Linked DNA regions of Mus musculus: regions 2, 3, 4, 5, 6 and 7 are each linked to region 1. The links are chromatin contacts, called in public promoter capture Hi-C maps. All regions are on one chromosome and are shown on one strand. Each heading gives the region's core, a stretch centred on a gene start, on an enhancer-like site or on the middle of the called end of the contact. The rest is flanking DNA. Distances are from core to core; before and after follow the strand shown.

Region 1 (2,717 bases), core at 67-2,566:
CCCATCGTCACCTGGTTCCTTGTCATTTTCTCCCACAACAGTATCTCCCCTAATAAAAGCCATCCTGTTAGGTTCCTATTAGAGCCTTCCTCTGAGATCCAGCCCGACACAGTCACACGGTAAGAGGGGCTTCTGAAGCCAACTGATGACCCCCACTCTGTGATCCAATCATGCGCACATGCTGGGTAACAGGATCTGGCTTCATGGCGTCTCCCCAATTCTGATGCAGTACGCTTTGCTTTGCTTTTTACCAGTAGCACGCAGAGAGAAATTTCACTTAGAGTGTGGTAGGAGTTGAGAGAAAGCTAACTTGTGCTTTTAGGAAGGGATGAGCCGTCCCTGCCTCCCCCGACCCTGAGTACAGCATAAGAAACTCACAGTCCAGGGCCTTCACTAAGGGACCCTGGGTATTCGCCCACCAAAGCCCTGGTTCTCAACCGTCCTAATGCAGCGACACTTTAACGCAGTTCTTCATGTTGTGGTGACCCATATTTTTGTTGCTACTTCACAACTGTAATTTTGGTGCTGTTATGAACCATAATGTAAACACCTGACATTCAGAATATCTAATTAGATAGAACCTAGGCGTGGGGGTCGCGACCCACAGGTTGAGAATCAGTGAAGGCACCTGCTCAGTGCTCTCTTAAGCACCTCCATGACCCCCGAGACCACCCAGAAGCAACCAGGCACAAAATTTAGTTTCTGTTTACTTCTAAACCTTTCTCCAGCTGACCTCCAAGCAGTCTCAAGGCAACATGGGTTTTTTTGTTTTTTTGTTTTTGTTTTTTTTTTGGGGAGGGGGGGTAACAGGGTGGGGTTTAGAGTGGGAATACGTCCAGAAATTGTAAACTTAACCCACTCTTAACATAATGACTTTCCTACTTCTAAAGATTGTACTAAAACCCTAAATTTCTTTTTACTAGAAAAAGGCTCAGAGTATTTTCTGGAATTCCAAATATTTTCACGAGCCAGTTTACTTAGGACAGATACTGGAACAGTTGTCTTTCTTTGGCTATTTTCAAACTCTAATAAATACAAGAGGATTCCCAACTCCCACACTAACTGAAGATGCATCTTCAACTCGGCGATATGGAGAAGATGGCAACACAAGCTACAACTCTCAGTCCCCAAAAGTTTTGTCGAAAGTGATTAGAAAAAAATATCTTACTTTAGAAGAGTGAGTCCACACAGTCCTCCAGATTCCTTCAGGAGACAAACTTCAGATCTCTGCGCAGGAGAAGTCACATGCTGATTAATGCACGCTGGGAGGTGGAGTTCAGGTCCCCTCCGAGTCCTTTTGCTAATGCCTGTTAAGTAAGCTTTTAAGAAGTGTTTGCCACAGCCGTGCACTTTAGATGTGTCCATGCTGCCATCTAGTGATCAGAACGTGGAACTGTGAACGCCAAACAAAGGCCTGTCTTTTGTTTGTGCAAGTTACTTAGCAGGCCAGATCCAATGGCCAGGAAGGTGGAAGGCTGCTGGAAAACACACAAGGGACCCGAGGCACTAAATACTCTGGTCTTCCTAGCTCTTAACCCAGATTGCTTTGAGCGGGGAAAAGAAAACTTCCTTGGGGCTAAAGTCTTGTTTCTGACGTTAATCCCTCAGCTGCAGAATGCTGGCATCCTGAGTGCACTGGGCCTGAGCCGAGGAGCACACCCAGCTAGGATGGGAATCTTGAAATGAACAGAGCAAAATATCATGCAATCAAGTTGGTTGAAGACTACAGGAGCCACGAGGAAAGGGCTAGGTCTTGGCTGGGTCGGAGACTTGTGAGTTAACCTGGCTAGTGTCACAGTGATCATGGAGGTCATGTGTGAATGTCCTGCATAAATCCAGGGGCTCGACACATTTGGCACACTTTGCCATGGGCTCTGGCACTGCAAAGGCTACAAAACAAAGCTATCAGATTGCGAGCCTCCTTTGTCACCTGGGCTGGCCAGCCATGCAGGTCTGCTGGGGACGCAGGCTGTACTTTCTGAGGGCTTCCTTCTTGAAGAGAAAAGTGATGCCTCCCAGAAGGTTCTGGGTTCTGCTCCTCTTTCTGAGTGGCTCCTAAAGTGTGGGTTTCACAGTCAGTCAGTTGGATGCACGTGGGTTGGACGGAGCAGAGCAAGACAGAGAGCTGGTCCTTTAAGGCAGGCACAGGGTGGCTTCCTGTGCTGCTCAGTGTGTGGGTGCTTTCTGTTCCTCCCTCAAGCTCCTGCCTCAGGCCCTGGCTTCAGTCTCTAGCACGGTATAAAGCCCAGAGTGCTAGCACCGAGCACAAATAGATGTAAGAGCATCACAAAGTTTGCTTAGAACTTCACAGCCAGCCTGGACTACAGAAGACCCTTATTCAGAACAGCTGACCCCCTCAAAGGGGAAAAAAGAGCCCAGTTTAAAAATAAAAAGACATAAATCCTATGTCTCCCTGAAATAGCTGAGTAAGCAGGACCTGTAAACTGGCCAACCTACAGCGTTCTTATATGGAGGAGAAGGAAACAGCGGCTCTGCGTTCTTATATGGAGGAGAAGGAAACAGCGGCTCTGCCAGGGTGGTGAGGAGGGGACATGGTGTGCAGGTGAAGCCCAGCGTCTGCCACACACCTGCAGGATAAACGGCAGCTTATTACAGCAGACACTTCTGTGTGTGCTCCTTGCTCTAATAGACTTGTCTTTCCCTCAACTTGCCAGGGCTTTGAAAGGCGTTTGCTTTTAATGACTATGAGAGTGCTC
Region 2 (2,717 bases), core at 75-2,574, 2.0 Mb before region 1:
GCTCCCAGGCCTTTGTTCGGTGGAGTGTTACATCGTAAAAGGTCACCAGCAGCAGAAACATACACTGTTACCTTGCTCCAACACAGGCAAGCTGCTTGATACCATGACTTCAGACAGAAGATTTCTGTGAAGATAAGGTAGACCTCTTGGGCAAGGCAGCAGGAGGTGTCAAACTGTGACAACTGTGTTCTACAAGAGTGGAGGTTTGAAAGAAAAATGGTCCCTACAGAGCGGCATTATTAAGAGGTGGGCTCTAGTTGGAGTAAATGTGGCTTTGTTGGTTTCAGAAAGCTTAAAACAGTTCTCTTCCTGCCGCCTGTGGCTCCTGATGTAGAATTCTCAGCTCCTTCAGTACCATGTCTGCCAGCACGCCATCATATTTCCTGCCATGAAAATAACAGACTAAATCTCTGACATGTAAGCCAGCCCCAGTTAAATGTTTTCCTTTTTAAGAGTGTGGTCATGGTGTCTCTTCTCAACAATAAAACCCTAACTAAGACAGCAAGCTTGTCTTGTCTTCCTTGAAGAGTGACAAACGTGTTCCTGTCTACACCTGTTCTACATGCACACGTCAACATATGTGTATACGTACATACGTGTCAGCATGCATGTGCTGTACCAGACACTGCTCTCTATGCCTGTACCTGTACAATACAGCATCTCACATTCAATATTATCAAAAGCTAAAAGTGGCTCTAGTTCTGTGTCTGTAAGGTAGGTTGATTTGTAAAACCGCTTCTTTCTTGTCTCCACCTGGTCAACATTCAGGCACAGTAGTGTCACATTCAGAGCACCTCTCCTACTTTTTGTTGATGTTAGTGAAATTCAATCTTTATTCTGCCTCACAAAGGCCAGAGCCACAGCGATTGCTAATTCAATTTCATCTCTAGACACAACTGTCAAGTTATTCTGCTTGTAGCGCAGATCTTACCTTTCTGTTGTCTCTTTTAAGAACTGTCTATGAGCCCAGTTATTCCTATTTAATCTGAACAAATTGCTCCTTTTTTTTTCCTCCAAAGTTCCTCAGAATTTGCATCTAACTTACATAAGATAAGCAGGGGGTTGGTTAGAAATTCCAGTGAGATACAGTCTGCATATTCTCTTTCAGTCATGTCATCTCGGAAACCTTTCCTTGTTCTTATTTATGCCTTCTGAAATGTTAGTAGATCAAAACCTAATCAGTATGCCATACCAGGACACACTGGTTAAATGTCAGGTTTCATTTTTCTATATCACAGATTTTGCTTTCATTATGTTTTCGTGACCGGCTTCCCGATAAGCAGAGAAAGCAGCTTCTTAGGCACCAGGAAATCAAGGCTGAGCAGATTGCATTTGGGCATTGCTGTGATCCATATACTCGCTTTGCATGCGGGCTAGATGTCCCAGCATCAGGACACACTGTTTTCTTCCAGTACCATCAATCTGGGACTACTTTAACGACTTCTGCCTCCAATGTGTGCTAGTGGCTTCCTGTTTATACCCAGGCTTTCCTGTTACAGGCATGGGATTCGGTGGAATTCACCCAGTGTCTACACAGGCAAGCACGCAGGTCACAGTCCAAGCAGGAGAGAGTCAGGGCTGTGGAATCTGCCTGGAACTGACAAGAACCTTCCCTTAAACTAAAGCTGACCCAATTTTATGTGGAAGAATTGTTTTCTTTTCGTTATTAGGCTGCTCAATGGATTTTCCACTTCATTTTTTAAATTACCGTAGACATCTTCATGGATATGATAGTCTTATGGCCTTGTTTTGCTTTGATGTATGAATTTAAACTTCTTTAATTGCTTTTTTTATTGTTGTTATTGTTGTAGTGGCATGGTATTTTGTTAGCAATTTTCCAAAATAAAAAATTAAAAACAAAAAAGACATGTTGGTAGAGATTATAGCACATCATTTAGGGATAATACTTTGGTCTCTGGAAAACTGTAGTTCTCAGCTTTCATAGGAGAAGCTTCTGTTTGGTGGACAGCAGTTTACACAGAAACTCTCAACTTGTCAAAGTACTTAGATTAACTGTCTATAGGATGTTCACTTGTACTGAGACATCTACATCACATAACCTCCTTCTAATGTTTCAGCGGGGCATTATGGAAGACAGGAAAGAACAATTATAAGAGCTAGAATTTGAGGAGCAATGGGGCTAAACAGCATCTTCTGGATGTAACAGGATCAATGAAACCACAAACTCATAACAGCTATGCTTACCTTGACAAGCCATGCACAATATCAAGCTAGTTAACATTCCAGCATGGAGCAGAGATGGACTCATGAGCTTCAACCCTAGCAGAAGTCTTGGCCTTTGATGGCTTCAGGGGGAAGAAGAGTTGGTTTTCTTTAGGGGTGTAGTTACTGATGTATCTACCATGTTCCAGTAAATACCAGCACCCATAAGTATATGTACTCATAAATTGAATTCAGTAATGTAATTTTTAAAAAGAGGGGATGACATTAAGAGAGTTAGGGAGTGGGAGGTGAACTAGATCTTGGAGAAGTTAAAAGTGGGAGAGAGTAGGTGAATATGATCAAAATACATAGTACACATGTATGAATTTACCAAATATTAATAAAATATCATACTAAAGTAAATAATATAAAGGATGAATAGTGATAACATAGTTTCACAGAATTTGGATGCGCAAAGATGTATCTAGCCTGTGGTCTGAGGACCACGTGAGTTTTAGCAAAAATGTAAATTCAGCCCAACACAATTGTATACC
Region 3 (2,717 bases), core at 109-2,608, 2.0 Mb after region 1:
AAGAGTTTGCCATTCGAAGTGCCCCATGTGTTCAATCCAGGAGACAGAGGGAGGTGTACTACTGTGAGTTCCAAGCTGCCCAGGGCTGCCCAGTGAGGCCCTGTCTCAAAATAATACAAAAAAAAAAAAAAAAAAAGAGTTTAAGCTAGGTTTGCTCCTTTATCACAAAATAATCTTCAACCTTCAGCTCCAGAAAAGTAACTGTAAAAATCAAAGTACAGTTATTAATGATTTCAAGTTATACTATAAGTCCGGTGACTTCTTTGAACATACATAGCCGCTTCTGCAGCCCTATCTTATAGGGGAAAAAAATTCTAATACTTAGCAAGTTAAGACACTCATCCAGCATGGGGGTCTCGGAACAAGATTTAGCTTCACCTCTTCAGGGCGGAACCTCCTAAGAGGTGTGCACAAGCCTTGACATTGCAACCGCTCCGCTACCTGGTATTAAGTAAAGGAGGCCTGAAAGCAACCCATCTACGTGGCTATTTTCACGCGATTGTTAACGAGACCTACAGAGTGAAAAGAAAAAGGAAAGTGGCCAGGAGCTTTTCTGTCTTTGGCGTCAGCCCAGGGCAGCCCAGACGGCCCTCTTTCTAGGTTTTGCTCAACGTACAGGGCAAGAAAAGGCACCACATTCTCGCCAGAACGCCGGCCAATCTCCTGCTTGTGGATGGCATTCAGGGTGCAAACTTTTAGGTTAAAAACTCAGTTGACTGTTGCTGTTTTTAAGTTAACCTTACCAAACAAAAGGTTTCGTGATGGCGTTGTGCACACAAGCCTATCCCAGCGCCTGGCTCACATTCTCCTCCCACTTCCTCCCTGCCTGTACGCCTGCGCTGACAGCAAGGTCGCGGTCGCAGGCAAACTCGCTTTCGGAGTGAAGACCCCGGTCCCCAAAGTTCTGCGGCCGTACGGAGGCGGATGGGCTTAGCAGCGCCCAGGAGGCGGCGCGGGCGAGCGGCGGGCCACGGCGCGGAGGTCAGCGGGAGGAGCTCAGCGCCGCGGGCCGGCTGCGGTCGCTGCAGAGGGCGGTTGGCCCCGCGCCACCCTGCGCACCGAGACCGGTCCCCTCCGCAGCGGGCTTGGGCGCGGGCTGCGGACCCGGCCGGGCAGAGCAAGGCAGGGCAGGGCACGGCGCCGCGGCCCCTCCGCCGGCCGGCGCGGAGCTGGGCGAACGACTTACTGAAGAACAGGCGGTAGTCCTGCGAGCGGGGATGGCCCAGCTCCTCCGTGCGGTACAGGGACATGACGCGGCGCGGAGGGCGGGCGGCGGCCCCCACGCGCCACCCTCGGCCGACGCTCAGCAGCGGCAGCAGCGCGCGCATGGCGGACGGTCTGCGAGAACCGCAGGGTCGGTGCTGGGCCCGGCGCGGCCGCTCGACGGCGCCCCCTGCCGCCCGGAGCCCGCACTGCCTCCCCGCGGTCGGCCTCAAGTGGCATCAAGTCCCACCCTCTTCTGCATTCCTGGGGCCACCTACCTCTCCACTTTGCTCCACAAGCCCTCAGAGGCCGAAGACCATCAAGACAAGGACCTTAGAAGCCCCAGGAATTCACCACCACGCACCCACTCACACACTGTCAGTGTCTGCGGTCAGACTTTGATTACATTAATGTAGCACTTGGTTGCATGCATACCTCCAGAAATTTCTAAAGGAACATCCAAGCCGGAAGGAGGGAGTGTACACACACGCGCGCGCGCGCGCACACACATACACACACACACACACACACACACACGACTATAATGTATAATGATCGAGCGTCCTTGTGAAGACATCTGACACAGATTTATCCTAAATCTGTAATTCCCTCAAACGCCACTTCCTCCATAAGGCCCTTTAATATTTAACCCAAGTACAGGTAACTTTTAACTTCTCTGCAATTGCATACTTCACAAGTATTTCTGTCTGGTCCGGTGGCCACAACTAGTTACAACAGCAGTCTTTGCAGTCTGGTCCAGTAACAACGGGAGCTGTGGTTCTAAGGAAGGAACCAACCATTGCCCTTTTCTGTAGACCAGTTGATTGGGAAGACCTCACTGGAATGGTCTTCCGGACCTCTACCAGTTTCTGCTCCAACTGTGAGCAAGGCTCACATCCTCACCTACTGGGTTCTTTCTGCATCTAAATTGTGACAGTTAAAACCCAAACTGGTTTTACCCAGGTTTCAGAAAGGATCTCTTAGAGGTGCCACTAGCCACTTAGACATTGCTTAGCCTAGTCTCTAAAAAATTTTGACATTAGTGGCTTTGTAACACGTCAACATGATTAGGCGGAGTTGCAAGCTAAGTTGTCCTATAAAAAATGGAAACATTTCCTTCCTGCGTTTATTTCATTGATTTATATGATTCTGCCTATGTTAAAAAAAGAAAGCTTAAAATTTCACCTAAACTTCAAATATTGGATATTTGAGAAAGAAATTCCTACTGAAACAAGGTTCTGGGCTGTCTAATAGTCTAGATTCTTAAAATTAGCATCAAATTCCGGGTATGTGATTTAGGAACATATTACTTTATGGCATTAAAAAGAAATGGCTTGATTTTGAACATATAAAATCTCATCTTTCATTTTCTATAATTTACTGAAATACCTGTGGATCAAAACCGAATATACAATACATGTTATGAGAACAAAGTTGGCTTACTGGTTAATTTTAAAATACAAATTTCTGAAGATATTTATTCAACAATAGTTGTCCATTTCAAATGTAGACAT
Region 4 (2,717 bases), core at 85-2,584, 1.8 Mb before region 1:
TCATTTGTCCAGTCACACCTAGCCTAGGAAGGGCAACCTTATGGTCATCAGCATTAAGAAAACCAGAGCTCTGATCCACTTTCACTGAAGCCTGCAACAACCCTGCTGTTGGTTTTGACAGCCCCATCTTAGGCTTCTCCACTCGATGCATGGTAAACGTGCTCTGAACCAAGTGAAACCTTCTCATGTTTACTTAGAGGAGAAGAAGCATGAGATTTGGGTAAAATATTGGTTAAATATTTGGGGAAAAAATAGAGAAAGTAGAAAAAAGATGACATAGAAAATGTAGGAAGAAAGCAAGATAATGAAAGTAAGCATACCAAAGAAAATGTATTCTAGCATATTCAACACAGAGTCAAAAGATACAATGGACTATAGAATATTTAGAGGTCCTTTTAGAAATGTCCAGCCGGGCAGTGGTGGTGCACGCCTTTAATCCCAGCACTTGGGAGGCAAAGGCAGGCAGATTTCTGAGTTTGAGGCCAGCCTGGTCTACAGAGAGAGCTCCAGGACAGCCAGGGCTACACAGAGAAACCCTGTCTTGAAAAAACAAAAGAAAGAAAGAAAGAAAGAAAGAAAGAAAGAAAGAAAGAAAGAAAGAAAGAAAGAAAGAGAGAGAGAGAGGGAGGGAGGGAGGGAAGGAGGGAAGGAAGGAAGGAAGGAAGGAAGGAAGGAAGGAAGGAAGGAAGAAAGAAAGAAAGAAAGAAAGAAAGAAAGAAAGAAAGAAAGAAAGAAAGAAAGAAAGAAAGGTCCAACTTTCATAGACTCTCCAAAGTCCAGGATTCTTAGAAGAGCTTCCATACATGGTGTTTCCTGGACAACTAAGAACAGCAGAAATCCATAGTTTAGCATGTGGCTATTTTTAAAATATTGTTCCATACTAGGAGCATTGTCCACATGCAAACTCCAGATTAGTGGACATGAGAAGGTCAATGAACAGAGAAACCATTTCTCTGATGGGTCTCTCAGTAGGGCAACAGGCCTGGAGGGGAAGATGCTGCTGATAGAAACTGAATGGAATGAAAAGAAATTCAGAGATCAAGAAAAGGGTTCCAAGAAAAGGATCCACAAAAGGAGAAGTCCCTGATTCTGATGGGCGATAGAATTCCAGGAAACATTTTGGTTTATTGGTTGTTGGCCTTCGTTGGCTGTGACCTCTTGCACTTTGGATGACATTCCAAACATGTTAAAGTGTCAACGATAACCAGAACGAGTAGGCAGAGAGGAGGAGTTATGAATCAGTTTTCTCCCCCAGGACTAATCCAGAACACAACATACTGGAAAGCAAGCTGTGGCCAAGCCACCTGCTCCAGCACCCTGCCAGGCAAGTTCAGTGAGCCAAGATGTTGCAGAAAGACTTCAACCCACAGTTTCTGCCATTGCCAGGTGTAGCAGATGGCACCTACTGGACGTAGCTGCTTGTTAGCCTGGGGCATCTGCTCACAGGGAGCAGCCTGGCAGTGCTTGATGCTACTCTCCCCACACTCAGCTTCTGTGAGTAGATCAGAAAGCCACCAAAACAAGGACCAGCGTCAGAAGCTGCAGTATTTGACCAGTGGATAGAAGGTATGAAATTGGAGCCTACATTTCCTAAAAGGAAGGACAGTACACTCTTGTAGTATTCATATTTTTAAGAATTTTAAATAAACTTTTAAAGATTGTAGTACTCTCTGTGGATGAAGCAAAGTTTTCCTTCGAAGAAGTTAACTGCGGTTCACGTGATCAACATCCAGGAATCTAAGAATCTCCTGTTATTTTAAAAGTTGACAAACCCGTCCTGTTTAACAGGTCCATTGACCTCATAGTAGTGTGGATGTGTTCTCGTGGAACCCTGGGAGCGGGCAGAGAGGGGACAAAGAGTGTTACTGGGACTCTCCCACAGAGAACATCTCTGTGAACATTTCCTCTTGAACTGTTAATAATTCAGTGTGGGCAGAGCTCTGAAATTCTGGCAACGTACCTGGAAGGGGGCTACTGTTCATGAAGCTCCTGCTGAGGCCCGAGCTCAGGTTGGCGGAAACTGTGTGTGACTGTCAGAGAGCCCCACTTTCCCCACCCACGGGAGCATCTCCCACAGGGTGACCATATGCCGTGGAGTCCAGGAAACAGGCTCCGCTTACAAGGACACAATCCACGGAAGAGTTTATGTTCAAATGTCCATGGAGCATGTGAACGTGCGGGTGAGGCTTCTAAATTCTCTGCTCAATGTTCAAAAGAGTGTATCCAAAGGGAGCAGATAGATGGGAATCTAAAATGTGATGATTTGGTACTGAAGAGATGCCTCGATGGCTGATTGTGATTGCTTCTCTTTCAGAGGACTTGAGTTTGTTCTCAGCCTCCTATAACTCAGAATCCAGAAGATCAAATGTTGTCTTCTGTGGTACCCATCACAAACACGCACATCCAAATAAATACTTAAAACAAAGTACCTCAAATGCTATTGTTATATACTCTGGTTTCCTCAGAATATGAAACAGTCAAGGCAGAAGAGAATTCTCTCAGTGAAAATGCAGTATGATACATTTCATGTGTCTAGAGCCTGAAGTAAAGCATATTTTTTTACAATAGTGCTTTGCATACATGCATATATACTAGATGCATACATATGCACACTATTTTATGTGATAATAATCTCAGTACAATACTGCCACTGAAAGTGTAACTTGGAACCAGAACCCGAGAGCTTGCAGAAACAGAACATGAAGGCTAAGGGCAGG
Region 5 (2,717 bases), core at 68-2,567, 1.6 Mb before region 1:
AGAGTAAAAATTTCAGGCTGAAATAATTCACCACTTAGGATTCTTAAAGTAAAAAAAAAATACATCTAGACACTTTCAATACTTGCTGAAAATAATCCCTTGACTCGGGTGGTAAAGCCTGAGGACTTAGGGTCCCCACGTACATTTACACGAGACTAGCATGTCAAATGGTGTCATGTGCAGGAGGTCAAGTAGCTGTCATGGAACATAAGTAGAATTCTGGTAAAAATCCCTACAGCCAAGTCTTTCAGGGCTTCCCTAGGCTCCACTACGATGCCATACCAGGCTCTAAAGTCCCTAGCTTTACCCTTTACAAAGCTCCCTGTGTGACATTTTAAAGTGAGATGAGATAATCTCACTCCGAGATCTGTAATATTAGATATACGGAATTACCTAGTAGTTCAAAACCAGCCCATTTCTTGGTACACAGTTGAAATGGCTGCCCTGAAGCTTGGGGAAATCTAGTCAGCTCCCGTGGCTGACGACTCGCTTGTGGTCAGCATAGGATAGGAAAACATGTGGATAAGAACGGGGCAGGGGGTGGCGGGGAGTGGAGGTTCTATGTGAGACTTTCTCTCTAGCTGAAAGCAGAGACAGAAATCCTAATTAAATATTGTCTTTCCAGGGCAGCCCGGAACTATGCTTGGCTTCAAATGCATTCCTTTTCGTCTTCTTCTCATGCTTTCTTATGCTACAGGATTTCAGTTTCACCTCTGCATTTTTCTTGTTAGCGAGGCTTATCAAATATCACAGCCTCAAACATAATTAGTATTTAAGGGGGAAAAAAAGTGATCTCAGAGTCTATGCCTTCAGGCCTAAAAGCAAATCCCAAATGAACGGGTGTGCTGCGCTCACAAATCTGTCGCTAGCTTTCTGGTGGTCTCTGCCATTCCAGCTTTCTTGGTGTGGTAATGAACAGGACAGAAGCCTCCTCGGTGCTGAAAAGTCTTCATTTCTGGCAGCTTTCCCCCTCTTCAGGATCATTTACGACTCCTTCTTTAAAGCGCGCCTTCTCCATAAGTGAGGAATAACTACCAACCAAGAGTCATCGTCTTGAGCCTCTCTAAAATATTCGGGGGGGGGGGGGGAATCAAGCCTTAATGGAAAGCAGGCTCGTCTTTTATCATCCAAAATCAGAAATGGAAAGGAAACAGAGGCCAAGCTACAGATAAATTAGGGTCTCAGAAGACACTCCTCGGCAGTAAACTGTCTTCTAAACTTTTCAAGACAACAGCAGGCAGTTTGTGTTTTGCTCTCAACCCGGAAAACAGAACAAGACAAGACAAAACAGAACAAGACAAACACCACAGGCCAGTGGGCACAGCAGCCCTTTTTTAGGCGGCTTGTGGTGAGGCAGAGGCCAAGGAGAGACTCATGATGTGACCAGAGACCTTTCTGTGTGGCCATACACACCTAAACTTTTCACACAAGGAAACACTTCCAGCTTCTTAGAGAAGCTGATGTTGAAGCAGGATAGTGAAAACCTTCTCTTCCATTGCTCTTTTGTGGGCTAAGAATAAGGACTCAACAGGTGACCCAGCCTGGCCTGGAACTCACAATCCTGCTTCAGCTTCTCAAGTGCTGCATTAATGTTTATGGGCAAAGGACTGTGTAAAATCCAGCTTTAAAAAAATATCCTTCATCATATTTAACAACAACAAATGAAAGTATATAAATATAATTTTTCTGCACTATCCCTCTTCCTCCTTTCCTGGCTCTCCTGCCTCTCTTTCTAGCTTTCTCATTCTTTCTCATCATACTGATTCCAAGGAAGAGACTTAACAATGGTAATTTTAGGTCTTGGACATCTCAAGTACCGGAGAAGAGGCGATGCATCAACTAGTCTGTGTTCAGATTCTTGTTTTCCTAGCTACACAGTTTTAGGTTTTACATTGACAGACTTGACTTTGCTTCTTACGTAAAAACAGGGACAATAATAGTGCATCCACCAAAAGGTTATCTTCAAGACTATAGATAATAACAACAGCACACCAAACTGTCTAATAACCTTAAAACAAATCATCCTTAATTGTTTCCTTGCTGTCCAAAATGATAAAGTTAATGAAAGTGTTTATTCTGTAGCAGTAACTGAGAATGATGGGTGACACTTTTAAGTATCGGCTGCTGTCACTCAGCATCACCATCACTAAATCCTAAAGGGGACGTGACAGACCTGGAAGGCAATGCGGGGAATCCCTCCTTGCTGAAGGCCTTGCAGACACTTAGAAGTCAAGTTGATATGACAGGAACATGAGCTGCAAGCTCCTATTATTACCCCTGACTTTTTAGTTGCCACTGGGTATGGGGCAGAATCCTGAGAAGGGCTAGATAAATCACTCATCAGGAAGCGTCCTCCACCTAAACTAAGCAGCAGTCAAAGGAAGAGCTTTAATTGAGCTCTTTGATGTCTGTAGCAAACAGACAAAAAGCCTGGCAGGAGCCCAGGGCCACCCCTCAATGATAGACAGGTTCTAAACTGGTGAAGATGGGATGGAGGTGGGGTGGGGGACAGGCGTGCAAGCCTCCCTACAGTTGAGGATGCTGCAAATAAAATAAAGTCAAGTATATGCTATTGTATCCCAAAGAGATGACAGTGCTGCAGGGTGTCCTGTAAGCTGTTTTTGTTTTTTTTGAGCATTGCAGATAGCTATGTATTTCAGAGTCATGATAAAATAAATTGCTAGGATTAACCTTGTTTGGTCAGTCCAAAACGGACA
Region 6 (2,717 bases), core at 151-2,650, 1.4 Mb before region 1:
TCCAATAACAACACAACATTCGCTGCTTCCTATCAGGCCATCCATATCACATATCACAATAAAGTTGTGAGCCACGAGACCAAGTGAAGACCATTTGAGACCCAAGTAACACAGCTAAAGGCAAGGCAACACCGTGGATGTCCTTCTAGAACGCCCCCACTCTTTAAAGAGCATTATTGTACACACCTTACATAGTGCTCTCTCTTTACGCCGAGTTGGATTTTTAAAAGCAGTGTTAATATTTTAAAGTCATATGTGAAACCAAAGGCAATTATCAATCATCAAATTAAAATAAAACAATGTAAATTAATAAACATTTGCTGAGCTCAAGGTCCATTTAATTTAGTTTGGGCAATATCTTCTCTTTCAGCTCCAAAGATGCACAACTGTAAGGCTTTTCTTCGAAAGAGAAATTTCACTGGTAAATGGTAAATGCTCCCCAGACCTAGGAATCAAACGCTGTTGCCTGCCTCAGAGTAAGGAAATGTTAAGTCAAGTCTATAAATGCTTGAGTCTAAACCAAGGACATTAATTTACTCAGTTGTTTGTGCCAGAAACATTTCCTGAGACCTTGCCGAGATAAGGTAGCAGCTCTGTCATTAACTAACTGTGCAGCCACTGTCACTGAGTGACAGGTCAGTCACTCAGTTTGATCCTCTTTAAATGTCGACGTATCCTCATCTTGAGGGTACTGACTGGCATCAACACTCTAAGAAAATCAAGCTGCAGTGGTAAGTCATCATAAGGATTTTAGTATCAGATAAATCAGAAGAAATGAGGGTCAGCTTTCTAATTAGCATAAATCAGCTGTATAGCAAGAGCTACAGCTGTCAAAGCTATCATCCACATGCCCAAGAAAACACCCATTGCTTGATTTTCTGGATCTTGGTCAGTTACGTTAATTACAGTGATTATTTCAAGCTCCATCCATTCACATTTCAAAAATATTTTTTAGAAACTTATTTATGGTGTGTGTGTGTGTGTGTGTGTGTGCGTACCCCATAGTATGCACTCATGTTAAAAAGAGAGGCCAAATTTCTGGAGGTGGTCTTCCCCTTCAACCATGTGGATCAAAGGGCTGCCAAGCTTTGTCCCAACTGCCTTTATCTAATGAGCCACTTCACCAGCCCTGTTTGCTGGTTTGCCTAGCACTATGCTGTCTTCTGTAAGTAGAAGTATCTTCTTGTGACTAAACGTGTGCAGCTCACTTGAAGGGTTTGCAGACACCTTCACTGGGATATTGTAATAATCCTTTCCTAGATTTTACTCCTTAGACTGTCTTTGATTTTACTTACACGGCTAATTACATTTAAGACTGCCCACTGAATGATTTGATGGCTCTCCTGTTATTGCAGTGTTTGGTCACTTGAGGAGACTTCCCAGTGTACTGGGCCTTGCTTCCCCAACTCTGCCTCTTTCTGTGCAGACCAGGGCCTTGGTTTGCAGATGTTAACTCCTAGTACAAGGTCAACACTCCACTTTAGTTTCAGTTTCATTTCCACTAATGAAGACTTTTTTTTTCTTATTTATGGCTTTTAAAATTAATGCAATAAAAATCTGAAAGGAAAACATTGCCTTAAGTACAGGTTTGCTCATCTAAATTCTTCATGCTATGACTTGAAACATTTAAAAGTGAAATGTGTCCACATATCTAGCAGGCTTTAACTAAAAACTTTCAACTAACTTAGTTATTCAACAGGTTCTACAATCTGCATTCAATTACTTAATTTTACTAGCACAAGAAAGAATATAAAAGCACAGTTTCTATCGCGACCTTACATTTTGTAACTAGGGAAACAAATTTTAAAATGCCTAATAAATGTTCCTTAGTTTTATATGCCACAATTTATATAAGGCTGCCTAACTTTTAAACAAACCAGTTAGTCTGACCCAATTTAAAGAAAAACATTGAGGCTATTGACAGTTAACTGAAATGTCAAGCCACTTAAGAAGAAAGCTATTAGTAAAACAAGGGTGAGCTTATTAGCACTTGTGAAAAGCACAATAAATAAACAATGGGGCCCATTCAGAGACCTGAACAGAGACAACAGAAACCAGTTCCCTCCTGGGCAACAGTCTGTTTATTTTATTTGCTTATCAGATATCAGAGCAAATGATCCCATAGGCTTCGACTGGCTTAAAACCATCTCCAGGCTTCCAGGAAGGGACTCTGTGGGTTTCCAACAGGGGGGCTGCTCACAGGATCAGGACAGAACCCTAAAGTATCTGAGGCTATTCAAGGCATCCTTCACTTACCTGCATCTCTAACACGTCCAGTGGTGGTTTTAAGAACAGAGCAGGAAGTAAGGTGCCTTTCCAACAGAACTCTAGAAGCACTAGACAGAAGGTAGTGATATTTTGGAAAAATAGAGCAACTTTGTTTCTCACCTTGGGGAAAGGTATGAAAAGAAAAAAACTGGGCACTCAGTCATAACTGAAGTGTTCTAGAAAACCAACAAGCAACCAAGGCATGCACTGTAAAATGTTCTTTTAATGATGTCATCTAGGGTTAGGCTAACTGATGAAAGTCTCTGTTTCTTTTATAGTATAAACATGCAGAGAAAATTATAAATTCCCCTTTTTCATATAGAAAGAAAAGGTAATGATACTGTTTGAAGAAGATAAAAGACGTGAAATATCATAACTTCCTAGTCAGAGGCTGTTTAGGATTGAACACATTGGCTACAATCCTCTTACTTTAAAAGGGAAGAGCAGCA
Region 7 (2,717 bases), core at 139-2,638, 1.1 Mb before region 1:
TATTAGCTTTTTGCTCAGCTAACTCACACTTAAGGATGGCTTTGAACATTTGTAATGGTTTTCACATTTAATCAGGGTCATCTCAAGAAGCTCTATCACTTTACAAAGAAAGAACTGTGCATTTATTGCAGCTTAGAATAAACTGGACCATTTAACCTTGTCTCTTTTATAGCAGTCTCTCAGGTTTCTTCATCCTACTGTAAAAACAGGGAGGCCATCACTCCTCTGGTGCGGTTCGAATGGGAAGTCTTCAAAGGGCTCACATATGTGAACAGCTGGTCCCAAGATAGTGGTGCTGTTTAAGAAGGCTGTAGAACCTTTAAGAAATGGATCCTCACTTGAGGGAATGGATTACTGGAGTCAGGCCTTAAAGCTTAAGAACTTGGCCCTACTTTCCGTTCATTCCTGGCTTCCTGGGTAACTATGCAATACCACCAATAGCCTCATTTTTTTTGTGCTACTATGTTTCCCTTGCCTGTATCCTTGCCATTCTTCTGGAACTATAATCCAAAAGGAAATCATTCCTTCCTTAAGCTACTTTTAAGGAGTTATAACGAAGATACCCTCCTAGCCCTCATTTTGGGTCTGTGCAGTTGTTTCTATGTTGATTACCCAGAAACCGTCTGGCTTTGTGGTGTTGTAAAAGTCTCAAAACTCATCCTGAATTTTAAAAAAAAATTCTTGTTCCGTGGTACAAAGTGCTAATAATGTCACACTCAATTTTGTGTCTTGATATCTGAATGTAAGGGTAATGTAATGGACTGTGTGCATGCATAGTCCTCTTTATTCCATCATGTTATGTCCTGAGAGTAGAAAACACAACAGTGGTTTTCACCTTGGATTCCACAGAATATTGCTACCAAGTCAGTTAGCCAGTCTACACCTGGGGTGAAGGTGGTGATCTCTATCATCATTGGGGACAATGACTGGATTTCTAGTTTGTCTTCACAGTGAAAACTCTAAGTTCATCAGACCTTTTTTTCGGTGTCTATTTTTTTTTTCATTCAAGGAACTATTTGCATACATTCTACAGTGAGCACATAACACTCAGAAGTCCCTCTACCTTTCTCCCCTGATGTAACATCTGTAATAAAATCCCAATTTCCTTTTTAAAAAATGCCTTAACTTACGGAGATAAAATTTTAAGTGTGATTACCTATCAATGTGTTCCTAGGTGAAACAATTTGGAAGAGTTTTAAGACACTTGAATGAGGAGTTAATCAGAATGTTTGCCTCTCGATGTAAGGTTGTGTTCTGTCAATATGCTGGCATAAATTTATCATGTCCTGAAAATGTGAATTTAATGCGATAAAAATAGGACTATCAATTACCACAGTGTTCTAACTGCACAACACATGGTCCGTGGGCAAATGAGCAGCACAGACACTTGTAAAAGTCAAGGATGTGATAGCAATGGATCGTTATCCTTTCCCTGAGTCTCTAGGGATGCCTTAGCTGAGAACACTCCAAGTAACGTAATGTGTCCTGCCCTTTCCTTGAAATGGCTGCTATTACAGGCCCATTAGTGCCACGGGCACTTATCTTCTGCTTTCAAAGATGGCTCGGGAGAGGTGTGCCAGAGTTCAGTGAGTGCAGTTCAACTAGGCAGTATCTTCCAGCACGTTTGTGACTGTCAGCTGTGATGTGACAGATTTAATATCCAGCAAAGCCGTAGCTTTTCCTGGTCAGTGAGGTCTATTGAAGCATGGTCAGATTTGATATGCTGGTAGTTCCTAGGGTTTCCACCCTGAGAATGAGAAGGAAACACCAATGATAGCAACCAGCACTTGGAGAAGTTACTAGGAACCCATCTACCACAGAAAACGACGTCTTGGCTGTTCTTTTTCCCATTAGCGCTTTAATTATATATTAGACATGGAAGTTACCTGGGATGAAGAAGATACAGTCAGGCAGCTGGAGCTCAGTGTCTCTGTTCCCGGGGAACTTAAACGTGGAAATACATTTTCTATTGGGTTGAGCAAAATAAAAAAAAATTATTGGGTCATGCAACAAATTATGCCATGAATATGTTCTATAACTCACAGGTTATAAACAAAACAAAATTGCCTGAGTTGGCAGAGAATAGTATTTGCAATGATGGTAACGGTAACCGGTAACCATGTTCCTCCTATTTTGCCTTAAAACTAATAGAAAGGACTGATATCTTTTAATAAATATTTTAATTGTGTAGTAGTACTGCCTAGTTGTACTTTGTAAAGATACCTGCTTCATCAACAAAAATGAAATAGATGCAACAATGAAGCTTAACACCAAATGCTTAAAGTCTGACAAGATTCCTGCTCCTGCAAAACATAAGAAAGCGTCCCCCTGGCTGAGTGTTGGCCCTGGGTCCCAAGCTCCACTGAGGTTTAAAGGAACTCAGACTGTGTACAGAGAAGAGATGACAGCGATGTCATCAGCTAGGGAGCTAAACTGGAGCAGAGTCTGTCTACAGTTTCAATGTGACTCTCTGAGAATGAGTAAGGGTGAGTTGGTGCACACCAGAGTGGAGCCAGAAATGTGGTGACACAGAAGAAAAAGCAGAGCCAAGAGTTCAGGAAAACTGCACGCACGCTCTGTGTTAATTTCTGTAACGTAAGAGGTATGCTTATGTAGGCACAAAGTTGGCATAAACACAGAGAAGAACTTCTTGGTGTATACTACACACACACACACACACACACACACACACACACACACACACACACACACCACAC

Evidence for each region. Promoter capture Hi-C pulls out the DNA fragments that hold promoters and counts their contacts.
Region 2: a contact with region 1 is called in a promoter capture Hi-C map of hippocampal neurons, with 4 times the contacts expected there. The contact joins the enhancer-like site here to the promoter of Bdh2 in region 1. A contact is called at or near these places in 5 of 39 promoter capture datasets (the 3T3-L1 cell line, the C10 cell line, frontonasal cranial neural crest and 1 more) and 1 of 9 other capture datasets (liver).
Region 3: a promoter capture Hi-C map of pre-B cells shows a contact between it and region 1. The contact joins the promoter of Ppa2 here to the promoter of Bdh2 in region 1. A contact is called at or near these places in 5 of 39 promoter capture datasets (frontonasal cranial neural crest, hippocampal neurons, liver and 1 more) and 1 of 115 datasets of contacts at active chromatin or transcription factors (astrocytes).
Region 4: a promoter capture Hi-C map of hippocampal neurons shows a contact between it and region 1, with 5 times the contacts expected there. The contact joins the enhancer-like site here to the promoter of Bdh2 in region 1. A contact is called at or near these places in 3 of 39 promoter capture datasets (the C10 cell line, hippocampal neurons and pre-B cells) and 1 of 9 other capture datasets (liver).
Region 5: a promoter capture Hi-C map of hippocampal neurons shows a contact between it and region 1, with 6 times the contacts expected there. The contact joins the enhancer-like site here to the promoter of Bdh2 in region 1. A contact is called at or near these places in 8 of 39 promoter capture datasets (the 3T3-L1 cell line, 3T3-L1-derived adipocytes, the C10 cell line and 5 more) and 2 of 484 Hi-C or Micro-C datasets (B cells and cortical neurons).
Region 6: a contact with region 1 is called in a promoter capture Hi-C map of pre-B cells, with 3 times the contacts expected there. The contact joins the enhancer-like site here to the promoter of Bdh2 in region 1. A contact is called at or near these places in 7 of 39 promoter capture datasets (the 3T3-L1 cell line, 3T3-L1-derived adipocytes, HPC-7-derived erythroid cells and 4 more).
Region 7: a promoter capture Hi-C map of hippocampal neurons shows a contact between it and region 1, with 2.3 times the contacts expected there. The contact joins the enhancer-like site here to the promoter of Bdh2 in region 1. A contact is called at or near these places in 5 of 39 promoter capture datasets (the 3T3-L1 cell line, frontonasal cranial neural crest, hippocampal neurons and 2 more).

What each region holds. Positions count from the first base shown.
Region 1 is chr3:135,279,820-135,282,536 of GRCm38.p6, reverse strand. Bdh2 (3-hydroxybutyrate dehydrogenase, type 2) reads right to left here and starts at 1,316. Exons shown (of 10, transcript NM_001172055.1): 1 at 1,169-1,316. It overlaps Gm46826 (a long non-coding RNA gene), which reads left to right. Exons shown (of 3, transcript XR_001783991.2): 3 at 1-105.
Region 2 is chr3:137,274,373-137,277,089 of GRCm38.p6, reverse strand. No RefSeq gene overlaps it. Among named protein-coding and RNA genes, the nearest start is that of Gm567, 14 kb to the left of the region's middle. Within about 2 kb of position 1,324, at least 10 of the 459 cell types and tissues checked have an H3K27ac peak or open chromatin away from gene starts, as enhancers often do. A contact at or near this core is called in hippocampal neurons, where this site is marked.
Region 3 is chr3:133,308,751-133,311,467 of GRCm38.p6, reverse strand. Ppa2 (pyrophosphatase (inorganic) 2) reads right to left here and starts at 1,358. Exons shown (of 12, transcript NM_146141.2): 1 at 1,187-1,358. The coding sequence starts at 1,328.
Region 4 is chr3:137,109,313-137,112,029 of GRCm38.p6, reverse strand. No RefSeq gene overlaps it. Among named protein-coding and RNA genes, the nearest start is that of Gm26107, 43 kb to the right of the region's middle. Within about 2 kb of position 1,334, at least 10 of the 459 cell types and tissues checked have an H3K27ac peak or open chromatin away from gene starts, as enhancers often do. A contact at or near this core is called in hippocampal neurons, where this site is marked.
Region 5 is chr3:136,909,396-136,912,112 of GRCm38.p6, reverse strand. All of the region lies in intron 10 of Ppp3ca (protein phosphatase 3, catalytic subunit, alpha isoform), which reads right to left. Among named protein-coding and RNA genes, the nearest start is that of 1700006H20Rik, 44 kb to the left of the region's middle. Within about 2 kb of position 1,317, at least 6 of the 459 cell types and tissues checked have an H3K27ac peak or open chromatin away from gene starts, as enhancers often do.
Region 6 is chr3:136,707,149-136,709,865 of GRCm38.p6, reverse strand. All of the region lies in intron 1 of Ppp3ca (protein phosphatase 3, catalytic subunit, alpha isoform), which reads right to left. Among named protein-coding and RNA genes, the nearest start is that of Ppp3ca, 38 kb to the right of the region's middle. Within about 2 kb of position 1,400, at least 58 of the 459 cell types and tissues checked have an H3K27ac peak or open chromatin away from gene starts, as enhancers often do. A contact at or near this core is called in pre-B cells, where this site is marked.
Region 7 is chr3:136,404,517-136,407,233 of GRCm38.p6, reverse strand. No RefSeq gene overlaps it. Among named protein-coding and RNA genes, the nearest start is that of 1700030L20Rik, 43 kb to the left of the region's middle. Within about 2 kb of position 1,388, at least 9 of the 459 cell types and tissues checked have an H3K27ac peak or open chromatin away from gene starts, as enhancers often do. A contact at or near this core is called in hippocampal neurons, where this site is marked.